Linked DNA regions of Zea mays: regions 1, 2 and 3 are each linked to region 4. A link is a contact called in public Hi-C data. All regions are on one chromosome and are shown on one strand. Each heading gives the region's core, a stretch centred on a gene start, on an enhancer-like site or on the middle of the called end of the contact. The rest is flanking DNA. Distances are from core to core; before and after follow the strand shown.

Evidence for each region. A called contact is a pair of places that touch in the nucleus more often than the background predicts.
Region 1: a Hi-C map of endosperm shows a contact between it and region 4, with 2.4 times the contacts expected there. The contact joins the promoter of LOC100276850 here to the promoter of LOC100284810 in region 4. A contact is called at or near these places in 3 of 25 Hi-C or Micro-C datasets (ear, endosperm and tassel).
Region 2: a contact with region 4 is called in a Hi-C map of bundle sheath, with 3 times the contacts expected there. The contact joins the promoter of LOC100283712 here to the promoter of LOC100284810 in region 4. A contact is called at or near these places in 4 of 25 Hi-C or Micro-C datasets (bundle sheath, endosperm, leaf mesophyll and 1 more).
Region 3: a contact with region 4 is called in a Hi-C map of leaf, with 5 times the contacts expected there. The contact joins the promoter of LOC100279084 here to the promoter of LOC100284810 in region 4. A contact is called at or near these places in 3 of 25 Hi-C or Micro-C datasets (endosperm, leaf and tassel).

The regions. Positions count from the first base shown.
Region 1 is chr5:205,537,263-205,540,148 of Zm-B73-REFERENCE-NAM-5.0, reverse strand. LOC100276850 reads left to right here and starts at 1,330. Exons shown (of 6, transcript NM_001374070.1): 1 at 1,330-1,521; 2 at 1,681-1,779; 3 at 1,886-1,997; 4 at 2,108-2,169; 5 at 2,352-2,753. The coding sequence starts at 1,690.
Region 2 is chr5:205,631,340-205,634,192 of Zm-B73-REFERENCE-NAM-5.0, reverse strand. LOC100283712 (RING-H2 finger protein ATL1R) reads left to right here and starts at 1,570. Exons shown (of 1, transcript NM_001174778.1): 1 at 1,570-2,429. The coding sequence starts at 1,643. The coding sequence ends at 2,200.
Region 3 is chr5:205,702,593-205,705,533 of Zm-B73-REFERENCE-NAM-5.0, reverse strand. It overlaps LOC100279084, which reads left to right and starts at 1,392. Exons shown (of 1, transcript NM_001152134.1): 1 at 1,392-2,119. The coding sequence starts at 1,509. The coding sequence ends at 1,853.
Region 4 is chr5:205,959,385-205,962,096 of Zm-B73-REFERENCE-NAM-5.0, reverse strand. It overlaps LOC100284810, which reads left to right and starts at 1,320. Exons shown (of 1, transcript NM_001157705.2): 1 at 1,320-2,637. The coding sequence starts at 1,457. The coding sequence ends at 2,311.

The DNA.
Region 1 (2,886 bases), core at 81-2,580, 420 kb after region 4:
CCAATCAAAATATTCAATAAATTTAATCAACCAATCAACAATATCCTATGTCACGAACATAGAGCCAAGAAATATGTTTTCCATAAAAGACATGTCTTAAGTTTCTTTTTATATTTACCTTTTAGACACAGGCGATGCAAAGACAACCTTGACCCTAACACAAAGCCAACAGTGTGGTCTGTCCCCCGCTTTATCCTATCCGCAGTGGAGCGCCAGCAGCCCAGCACTTCTTTTATCAGTCCAGGCGTCCACGTAGCGTTGTCGCTCCAAATTGAGAGGCCAGGATATTTCGCCGATTGTTATGGTTATGGCCACGAATTTAGAGGCTGGGGATATTTTTTTTCCCTGCTAAAGAGTACTCCTAGCTTTCTTATCCTCAAATCACACGGCATCATTTTCATAATTCGAGTTACTCCATATATGACAGGCGTAGAGAGAAAGGGCACCGCTAAGGACTTGTTCTTGTTCGGCTAGATTAAATTTCTTACTAGTCACAATTGAATAAGAGGAGATTTAAGACCGTGTCCAGTAGTTTATCCATATAGTCACCTAAAAACTCTGTTTTTACTGCTTTATACTGTATATTACACTGTTTGTAGATCAAAATTTCAATATAAGTATGAGAATGAGTAAGCTGCTAAAGATAACCTAATTCATCACAAATCCGGATGCAAACGAACCGTGCCGAAAGAAGCACTCCGGCATGAGAGATTTTGAGAAGGTTACCCCTCGTTTGGCTAAAAAACTGGAGGTTCAGGGAATTGTCGTGGTACTACAAGGCTACGAGTCTACGACCACAATTTACACATTTCGGATGCAGAATGCACGCATGCAGCAGTGCCTAAACGTGCATGAAGACCCTCACCCCCGTCCTTCGCCGCATGGTTACTTGGTCAGCGAGCATAAACCCGTTAATTACCCGCCCTCGCGGAGTCGGTGCATGGAGCGCCTAAAAATTGCCACGCGGCCCCACGAGTGATTAATTATAGAGGCCACGGCCGGTGGAGGGAAGCAAAGCATTCGGCATTCGGAACACATGACAGCGACGGGGCCGGAGGAGCAGACACAGCCGCGAGATGACGAGAACCAGCGGCCTCCCGAACCTCTCTCTCTCTCTCTCTCTCTCTCTCTCTCTCTCCTTCGACTCAATTCTTTGATTTCTTTCTCCCCACCGGAATTGGATTATTTCCGGCGCCTCCGAGAAAATCGCAGCCACGAGAAGGAAAGGAGGTGGGCAGAAAAAGAACGGGGAAAGTGGAAAAATCCCGTCCGACGTGGCGAGCCCGCCCATGCTCTTTTTCTCCCCGTCCTCGACACCTCGTCGCCTCTCTCCCTCCTCTTGTCTATTCTTCTTCTCCAGTGCAAACCGGCGCTTCTCGCGCCGTCCTTCCCCTTCTCCTTGCGCAGGTTCAGGCCTGACCGCCTGAGAAACTGGAAGGTGGCGGCGACCTCGGGGGTTGATCGGCGACTTGGGTCGGATTAGTTTCCGGAAGAGCACTGGAGGAGAAGGCCTGTTTGGAGGTAATACCTGCGACCTTCATTCCTTGTCTTGGCTTTCCTGGCCCGGCTGGGAGAGATCGTTTCGGCCGGGTTTGAAATTCACTCGACCCGATTGGTTTGGACGGTGTAATCGCACCTTCTTGGGGCCTAAATTGTGGGTGTTTCCTCCGCTGCCCGCAGCAAATTCCGATGGCAACCGGCGAGACCGCCGTGGATCGTTGCAAGGACCCTCTCGGCCCCCGCGACATGGATTTGTCAGGGGAGGAGCACGTCCCCAAGGTATTGCTACTGCAGCGGCGAATCGCGGCCGTGGCTGCAGTATCCGTGCGATCCGCGTGTTCTCATTCTGTTTCTTCCACGCTTGCCTGACGGCCCTGACCTGCAGGCGCGGAAGCCGTACACGATCACGAAGCAGCGGGAGAAGTGGACGGAGGACGAGCACCGGCGGTTCCTGGAGGCCCTACAGATGCACGGTCGCGCCTGGCGCCACATACAAGGTACGTAACGTACCGGCCTCCCTCTCTCTTTCTCTGCACCCTCGTTCGTTCGTTCTTCGTCAGGACGAGGAGGAAGCACTCACTCTCTTCTTCTCTGCCCGTGCGTGCAGAGCACATCGGCACCAAGACTGCCGTGCAAATCCGGAGCCACGCGCAGAAGTTCTTCACCAAGGTCGTGTACCCATTCTGGCCATTCATTCGCCTCTCTCCCAGTCCCAGCGCAAACGAAAACGAATTCTTTCATCTCTGCCATGAAAAAAAACGATGGGTCCACATGCTAGTGGAGCAGACGACGATCGGCAAGGTCTGCCTACACCTTTTCTGATGTCGGAATTGCGTCGTGTGTGTGCGAAGGTGGTCCGAGAGTCATCGTCAGGAAGTAACGCCTCCGCGGGCGCGGCGCCGGCAATCCAGGTCCCGCCGCCGCGCCCCAAGAGGAAGCCGGCGCACCCTTACCCGCGCAAGGTGGACGGCGCGGCCAAGAAGCCCGCGCCGGAGCTCAAGCTGATGGAGAAGCTGCCCCCGCGTGACCGGGATGAAGGGTCGCCGACATCGGTGCTTGCCTCGGCGCGCACGGCGTCGCGAGCGGAGGTGTTATTAGGCAGCGCGTTCGCGAACAGCTCGAGCGCCAGCAGGTCGCGGGGCCTGTCAGCTTCCGGTTCGGATGAGCGTGGTGACGGTGGCGGCTCGCTGGTCTCGTCGGTGGCCGGGGAGCACGGCTGCGCATCGCCAAGAACGAGAGCGCCATATACCAAGGTAACATCATGTTCTTTGGTTGTTTCTTTGTGAACTGCGAACCACATGTACTTTCCATTTTATTCCTCGAAAGCAATACTATAAAATAAGAGATCTCATAAAATAACTCACTGATGAATGATGATATCTCTGG
Region 2 (2,853 bases), core at 321-2,820, 330 kb after region 4:
CCCCACACACGAGCGAGCACTCCCGCCCCCGCGAGACCCACGCCGCGCACACGCACGTCGTCCCAGCAGTGCGCTTGCCGCTGCGGTCGTACCCGCCGCGGCCTACCCTGCCGTCTGGCCGTCAGTTGCATCGCACGCACAGGCAGCATTACCGGCACCGCCGGGGCTGCATCCATGTGCGGACCGCGAGTAGTGGGGGCGCGCTTTGTCTCGCCACTACCGATCGATCGCTCGCTCGATCCCAACACCCACCACGCAGGCAGGGCCGCGGCCCGCGGCCCGCGGCGTCGCGGGAGGAGGTCGGGTCGCCTAACCCGGAACAAGGCGGGTTCCATTTCCATTCCTTGCCGCCGTTTCGTTTCCCCAGCAAACTATTCCTCGGAGAGCTCGGGCAAGCGCCACGCGGCGGCGTTTACGGAGCAGACCACCATCGGTTCCGGTAGCTTGCCAATGCCACCAGCACACACAGCGCGCGCGATCGCTGTTTTCCGTCGTCACGGAAACGGCAACTGCCGCGCGCACGCGGCGTGCGCGCCTGCCTGCCGAGCCGCCGTCGCTTTGGGAGCGCATTCGCGCGGGGCGTGCGGTTTGGAGAGCCCCGGCCGCGCCGACCACGCGCGGCGGACGTACGAACGGATCTAAAGAACGGCCGCGAGGAAGTCTCGGCGCGGGCTCGCATGCCAACCGCCGCCGCCTCGCATGCCTGTCAGTGGAACAGCACATGCGGGCTGTGGGCGACTGACAGGTAGCCGGAGGAAACCGAAAGTATCTGTACCCCGCGGCGAAGTGCGCGCGAGGTGTGGTGCCGCGGGACGCCATGTGTCCCCTTGCTCGCAACCCTTTTTCAATTTTCTGCATACCATGGAAGTCCAACCGAGAAAGCCAGTACGCCATTGGGATTGGGATTAGCATGATAGGAGGTAGGAGTACGCTAGCAACGTTACAGAAAGTATGAAAGGGTTGCGGGGCAGAGAACCATGGCATTGGCAGGGCCTTATGTTCAGAACTTGTTCGGATAAAAATAGGTTATAAAGGATTGAAGATAATTAAATTCTTCGCTAGTTAAAATTAAATTAAAAAGGATTTTAATCTACTTCAATTCTTTCCGAACCTCTTACTAATGAACATGGCTATATATACAGTTGGACGATAAGGTAGTGTTTTTCGTAGTTGGATGAAAAATCGAAAGTTTAAGCCCATAGACACTATTGGGGGGAAACACTTTTTACAACAACTTTGAAAGGATTATAAGTCACTTCAGCCCGAAAGTTTTACACTGGTTATAGATGGTTGGCTGAAACAAGTACTGAAAGAGAGCATTGTGAGTGCCAAATTAAGCCCTGCAACGGTGAAGGGCTATTTAAAACCAAAAGGAATCCCAGCTTTTTTTAGCTTCAACCACTACAATCGATCCACTGACCTGCACCTGCTGTGAGCCCCGTGTGTACTCTTTCCTGCTGTTATTCCGAACACCACAAAGGTCACCGATAAACCGCATCTAGGTCCAGGCGCTCGACGCTCTATAAAAGGGCAACCAAACCAACCCCTTCAACACACTTCTCACGCCGCCTGCCCAGAGCCTCTGCATCAGCCAACAACAGCGCCACCACGGGACTCGCGCATCTTCAGGCAGCGCAAACACATGGCGAGGATACTCGTCGAAGCGCCCGCAGGCTCGGGCTCGCCGGAGGACTCCATCAACTCGGACATGATCCTCATCCTCGCCGGCCTGCTCTGCGCGCTGGTCTGCGTCCTCGGCCTGGGCCTCGTCGCCCGCTGCGCGTGCTCGTGGCGCTGGGCCACCGAGTCCGGCCGGGCGCAGCCGGGCGCCGCCAAAGCCGCGAACAGGGGCGTCAAGAAGGAGGTGCTGCGCTCGCTCCCGACCGTCACGTACGTCTCCGACAGCGGCAAGGCGGAGGGAGGGGCCGACGAGTGCGCCATCTGCCTCGCCGAGTTCGAGGGAGGCCAGGCCGTGCGCGTGCTGCCGCAGTGCGGCCACGCGTTCCACGCCGCCTGCGTCGACACGTGGCTGCGCGCGCACTCCTCCTGCCCGTCCTGCCGCCGGGTGCTGGCCGTCGACCTGCCCCCCGCCGAGCGGTGCCGCCGCTGCGGCGCGCGCCCCGGTGCCGGTGCCGGCATCAGCGCGCTCTGGAAGGCGCCCACGCGCTGCAGCGCCGAGGGGCCGACGTTCTTGGCGTAGTGCCGTGCGCACTCGATACAGGAATTGAACCGACGCGCAGTCTCAGTGATGAACTTGTGTTTTTTTTTAGCCTGGTAGGTTTCACCTTTTTTAGGTGTGTGTAGTGATTAGCTCAACGGTGTTCTGGACAAGCATCAAGATGTGTGTACCTGATTGGTGTATACAAATTGTCCCTGTAATTTATCTGTACATATGCAAATGCAATGATCGAAAGCTTGGAGTTGGTTGCAATATATCGGGAGAGTCTACAAGCATAATTCAGTGACGAAGTTGTGGGTTAACTTGTTACCGAAGAGTATTGTTATTCGAGTCTCCATTCGTAGCACTAAATTAACCGTTAATTGAGCTGCAGACAAGAGCACTCGTTTGAATTTCAGTTATTTTGGTCTACGTCGAAAGAAACGACAGTACAGAATCTGTATTTGAGGACAATAAACCCTGGCCATCAAGATAGTTAAACAATTTCTCTTGTAATTAACAATTTTTTTTTATTTGAAATCATTTCGGCTTCCAAAAATACATCTAAATTTATCAAATTTAAAATTCAAATTTTACAAACGATCTCGCATGAAAAAAGTGTTAAAATAAAAGTTGTAGAACTTCAAAAGTTATTCAACTTTGTAGTTAACAACTTTTTTATTTGAATTCATTTA
Region 3 (2,941 bases), core at 143-2,642, 260 kb after region 4:
AGGAATACTGCTAAATACTATCTCTGTTCTCGAATATATGACGTCCGCTAGTTTATTTTTAAACTAAACAGCGACAAAAAAAAAAGAACGGAAGAAGTATTAATTTTGGAGGTTTGAAACTATGATATATATAGAGGAAGAGGTAGTCCGTCTGTCACGCACAAGTCTTGTAATACCACCGTCCGAGCGTAATTCAGGTCTAGCTCGGTCGCCACGCGTCAAGTTCTGGCATCGAGGACGGAGACTCGGTTCCAAGTCGGGTCAACGCGACACCCAATCACACGGCGGGAGCGGGACGAGACCTTGTCAGTTACGTTGCCTTGTTTGTCGCAGCGCCAGCGTGTGGCTGGATCCACCGCGAAAGCTGCCCGGCCAGTACGTAAAGCCAAGGACATGACGACGACAGGAGGAGGAGACACGGCGAGGCGCGTGGAAAAGGCGAGCACACCGAGCATCGCACAAAAGCAATGTGCCATACAAAAGCAAGCTCGCCGATTCGACCTCGCACTCGCACACCGTCTAGGTAAGCCGTAGCCCACGGCTTCCCTCGTCCTTTCGCTCATTTTTAACCCCGCCGGACAACCTCGCGGTCGGACGGCCACGCGTCCGCGCCCAGATCCCAAAACTCTGCCTGTTCCGTTCCGGTGTCCTCGGGCGGGCCAACAGTACGTCCGTCCAACCAACACCATGTCACCATGTGCATGCCTTCTCAGTTCTCCTCCCCTGTCATTTTGCTCAAGCTTGGACTAGAAACTTTAGCGGTTTTAATAATAGAATCAATAATCTTCTGCCATGTCCCGTCGCTGAGTTGCACTGCACTGAACTAGTACAAATCTAATTTTGCATCGGAGGGATCGGCAGTAGTCGTACTGCACCTGGAGCGTTTGGTCTCGCAAATACAGCACGTGGCGACACCGCCGCACTAAACAAAGCAAGCCCCCCCCCCCCCCCCCCCCCCCCACCGAATCGAGCGTGCAAAATAAATAACAAAAATTAGACCGCCGTTGTCGTTTAGTGCTGCTGCAGATCTTCCGGTGGATTCTGCGGCATCGCAGTTAACAACGCCGGCGGCACCAAGGCGAGCAGAGCAGAAGGGCCTGGGGTATTGCCAGCCAACAGACAAAAAAAAAAACCCGGTACTGCATGCACCTTTCTTGTTGCCCCTAGCGCTGCTCGTACGGCCAAAATGCGCTGGCGGTCTGCTTCGAATCTGCGATGCACTGCAGCGGCAGTACAAGGGGGGAGGAACGAGAAGAGGTTCCTGGAAAAACTAGCCGTGGTTTCTCGAGCATCCACCACCCGGTTACCTGACCCTGCCCGTATTGTCCCGCCCTCTGCCGGCCGGGCCCCTTTTATTATAAAAGCACAGGACAAGACTGCCTCCTCTGGCCATCGCTGGCAACGAAGCTTCAGTGCTTCAGTGCTGTTCGGTTCATCTGTGCTTCAGCGTAGTGCTACTGGCACTGGCAGTGCCCTAACTAAGGTCTCCTCGGTCTCATCTCATCTCCATGATGGCTTCTTCCTCCTCCTTCTCTTCCTTCTTCGGCATCGAGCCTCTCGACGGAGGCGACGGCGACGCCTACCGCCGCGCCATGGACGCCTGCTCCCTCTGCGGGAAGCGCCTCGCCGGGGACCGCGACATCTTCATGTACAGAGGGGACACGCCGTTCTGCAGCGAGGAGTGCAGGCACCACCAGATGGCCAGGGACGATTTCGGCGCGGCGTTGAAGACGGAGCCGCGTCCGGCAAGGAGAGGGGAGCGACGCCGCCGCAGGCACGAGGCTCCTGCCGCCGCCGCCGCCGAGCCGGCCCGTGTCCCGCTAGCGCCAAATGTGCCCGCCGTTGTGATCTAGTGGTGCAGTGGTTATAGCTGCCACAGAGCGGCATCCGACCGGCTTCTCTCAAGGAACCAACCAGCGAACTGTCCGGTCGAGATGAGTAGCGGCGGCAGAGAATACGTTTGTGTGCAAGCAACAAGGAACCAACCACGCTGTTCAGTATCTCTGTGTTCTTTCGGTTTCTTCTGCTGTTGTTTGCCTTGTTGGTCACTTTTCTTTCTGCACGTGCTGAGCAACCAGTTGTGAGAGAAATGGATGTACATAACGGCATGTTCATGCAAGACTGTGCATTTTGGTGCTGCCCTCTTGCTCTTTGCAATCAGGTACGTTTATCTCTGGCTGCACCTGGCTTGAATCCGAGGGAAACTCTGGGTGTAATAATGACCTCAGTTAGAAGCGTGCCTAGAACCATATTAGTTTTAACTGTAAGCTGTTTAGCAGAAGTTTTGTACTAAAAAATAATCGATCCGTTTGAAAATATAATTCCTTTAACTTTTTTAACTCCAACTTTAACCCCTTGACCTATTAAAAAAAGTTCACAAAAAATGAAAATTTTTAAGTCATGTGTACAAAGCCACAACGAAGTTTTTATTTTTTCCATATTTTTTTTTGAATAAGACGAGTTGGTCAAAATTATGCTAAAAAAGCCAAACGAATAATAAATTAGGATTGACGAAGTATAGAACAACTTACAGTTCCCATCTGGAATAAAAAGAGAGTACTACTTTAGGTCCTGTTTGGGAGGGCTTCTTTTCAAGAATTGCAGCTTCGGTTTTTCAACTTCACCATGAAACAACTTTGATAGGTCGGTAAGATATCGTTCAAGAGTGTTTGGCTTATATATAGACTCTAGCTTCTGTAATATAATTAATCTGTGCGAGTTTCCTTAATTACCCTTAATGATTAGTGAGTGGAGAAAGATACATGAATTGGCAGGTTATGTAACCAATGACATTGTGGGTAATTTTTTGTGTAACTTCATGAAGATGTATGAAAACATTTTTTTGAAGAACCATCTAAAGAGCTTCAAATTTTTTATGAAACTAGACTCTAGTTTCAGCTTTTTTGAAGTTGGAGCTCGTAGAGGTGAACCTGTTTGAAGA
Region 4 (2,712 bases), core at 71-2,570:
AGAAACCAACACAATCCTGCACACTCGATATCTCAGTGACGAAAAAGCTTGGAAATAATGCTGCCTGGTATTAAAATACACACGTGCTCGTTTCGTCGGCGAAAGATCCAACATAGTCGTGGGTAAGGTGGGTCATGTCATGTGCGGACATAAAACTGATGAACAGCCTTGATTACGGCGAATGTTAATTGGTTGTCAACTTATATATGATGGTAGTAGTAATTGTAATTGTGTATGTCAATATTCCAAACAAGCCCTTTTGAGTTTAATAAGTATCCAACGGACATCAGCCTGTGCCGGTCCACCGTGCCGCACGCCCACACCACGCCCTGGCACGGGCCCACAGTGGCACACGACGCACAAGCAAAACAGCAACGGGGCCATATGTGTCCGAGGCCAAGAGAATTTGACCCAGTCCGAGTACGGGCCAAGCCAGCCAACGCCGAATCAACCACCCAATGACGAACGAAACCAGAGGTATCGTCGGCTCAAAGCCGCACCACCGCATGGCAAACGAACACGACAAGCCGTCGCGTCAAGAACAGCAGCTTCGCTCGGTCGCCCCGGCCCCCTCCCCTCCATGCCGGCTGCCGGGATTTTATCAATTCCACATCCATCTCCTCCGCCGCCTCGTGCCTTCGTCCACCTCCCTCTATTGCCCACCCGCCCCCGGGAACCGCAGCGTCCAATGGAAAAGGTTCTCCTGCCTCCCATCGCATCCGACCAAACGCACGCATGGTGCAAAATTGACCGAATGATTATGGGAGCGAAACTGGATAACGTTGGATGAAGAGCAGTATCGAGATTCTATACGCATGCTGGATAGTGTAATTTTGCACTATCCAATCCAGCGACTAATAAAAAGTGTGATCGGTTATACTGTGGTTCAACTACATATAATGCAAAGTAATTGCTTCACGCTGTGAATGGATTACGGGCCAAAACGGTCTAACCAAACAACATCTAAATACTACCTTAGTTCTTGAATATTTACCACCCATAGTTTATTTCGAACTAAACGGTGACAAATAAAAAAGAACAGAGCAAGTACCACATGAAAACTGTAATCAATATGAGATGTGACGGTAGATATGTACCCTACTATCTCACTAAAGTCTAGTTTGTATACTCTATTATTAACATCAATCTACATATTTTGAGGTGGATTAGAATGTAACTTAAACTAATATACACCTCAAAACACTTGAATTGAGTTAAATACTAGAGTATCAAGTAAAGACTAAAACAAGACACAATCCTAGAGCCAACGGGGTATATAATCGAAAGTAAGGGAGGCAGGTGCATCTGCCTAGTCGCTATTTTGCTTGGCTCCGCACCCGCGCCCGGCTCGTCGTCAATCCACCCATCCATCTACTGCGCCGAAGGAACGCCCCGCCGCTCCGGCGGCGTACGCGGGGAGAGGAGAGGAGATGAGACGAAGTGCGACGGGGTGGGCATGAGGTGCAAGAAGCACCCGTACCAGGTCGGCGGCGGTGGCGTCTGTGCCACGTGCCTCCGCGACCGCCTGATCGCGCTGGAGGCCGCGCAGAACGGCGACGCGTCGTCGTCGCCGCCGCCGCCCGCCGCGGCGCCCGCGTTCCCGAGGTCGGTGTCCCCGTACGTGTCCCGCAGGAAGTCGGACACGTCGGGCGGGGGCGGCGCGCTCAGGCACCACCCGAGCCTGCTCTTCTTCCGGACGCCGCAGGTAGGGCCCGCCTACGGCGGCGGCGCGTTGGAGGAAGGCGACATAGGCTACGAGTACAAGAGGCGGCGCGCCGGCAAGTTCTCCGTGCTCGCCACGCTCTTCGGCCACCACCACGGTCACAGATCGGAAGAGACGCACCAGGAAGGCGCCACGGAGCGGAAGAAACATTCTTGGTTCGCCGCGATCATGCCGCGCCGCCGCAAGAAGCAGGCGGCGCCGGCCTCGATCACCTCGCCACGGTCAGCCCCGCCGAGGCGCTCCTGCCGCGTGGTCAGCAACCGGGGGCTGTCGCCGGAGCGGGACAGCCACGGCAGCGGCGACGAGAGCAGCTCGCCCGCCGCGGATCCCCCGTGGCGGCCGTCCCCGTCCCCCATGCGGAGGACCCGCTGCCGGCGCCGCCAGACGAACAGCATGCCGTCGGGTTTCGCCGTCTGCCTCAGCCCGCTCGTGCGGCCCAGCCCGGGGCGCCGCCGCCACGTCCAGCCGCCGGACCCGGGCTCCTTCTCCTCCGAGTTCCGGCCGTCGCCGCTCCACAGTCTCTCGTCTGCTGCCTCCGTTACGCGCTGTCGCTCCAGGAAGCTCGCCGACGTCGGCCGCTTCCGGTGATGATTGCTTCCACCTTCACCATTTTCGTCCTTCCATTCCATGCACCAAATCCAGATTAGTCCACGTTTTAAAATTTCTTTTTGTTTTTTTTTTTTTTTGGATTTATTACATTTTGTCTATCCGTGAAGAAGAAGAGTATGCAAGACTGGCACACACACCCCAAACCAAGTCCAAAACACCCCCGTTGACATATATACTACTGCGTAGTTTAGTACTGCTTGTCGGCCCAACATTTTGTGGCGATGTAACGAGCTGCTTGTACTGCTTCCAAGTAACTACATATTCATGTTTGTACAGCTACTTGTGTAATTTCGATTTCATCTTCTGCAAAGTTTGAACTACTCTGACCCATGCATATTGGATTTACTAATAAGAAAGATTAGACTTGAATGATTCTGTGC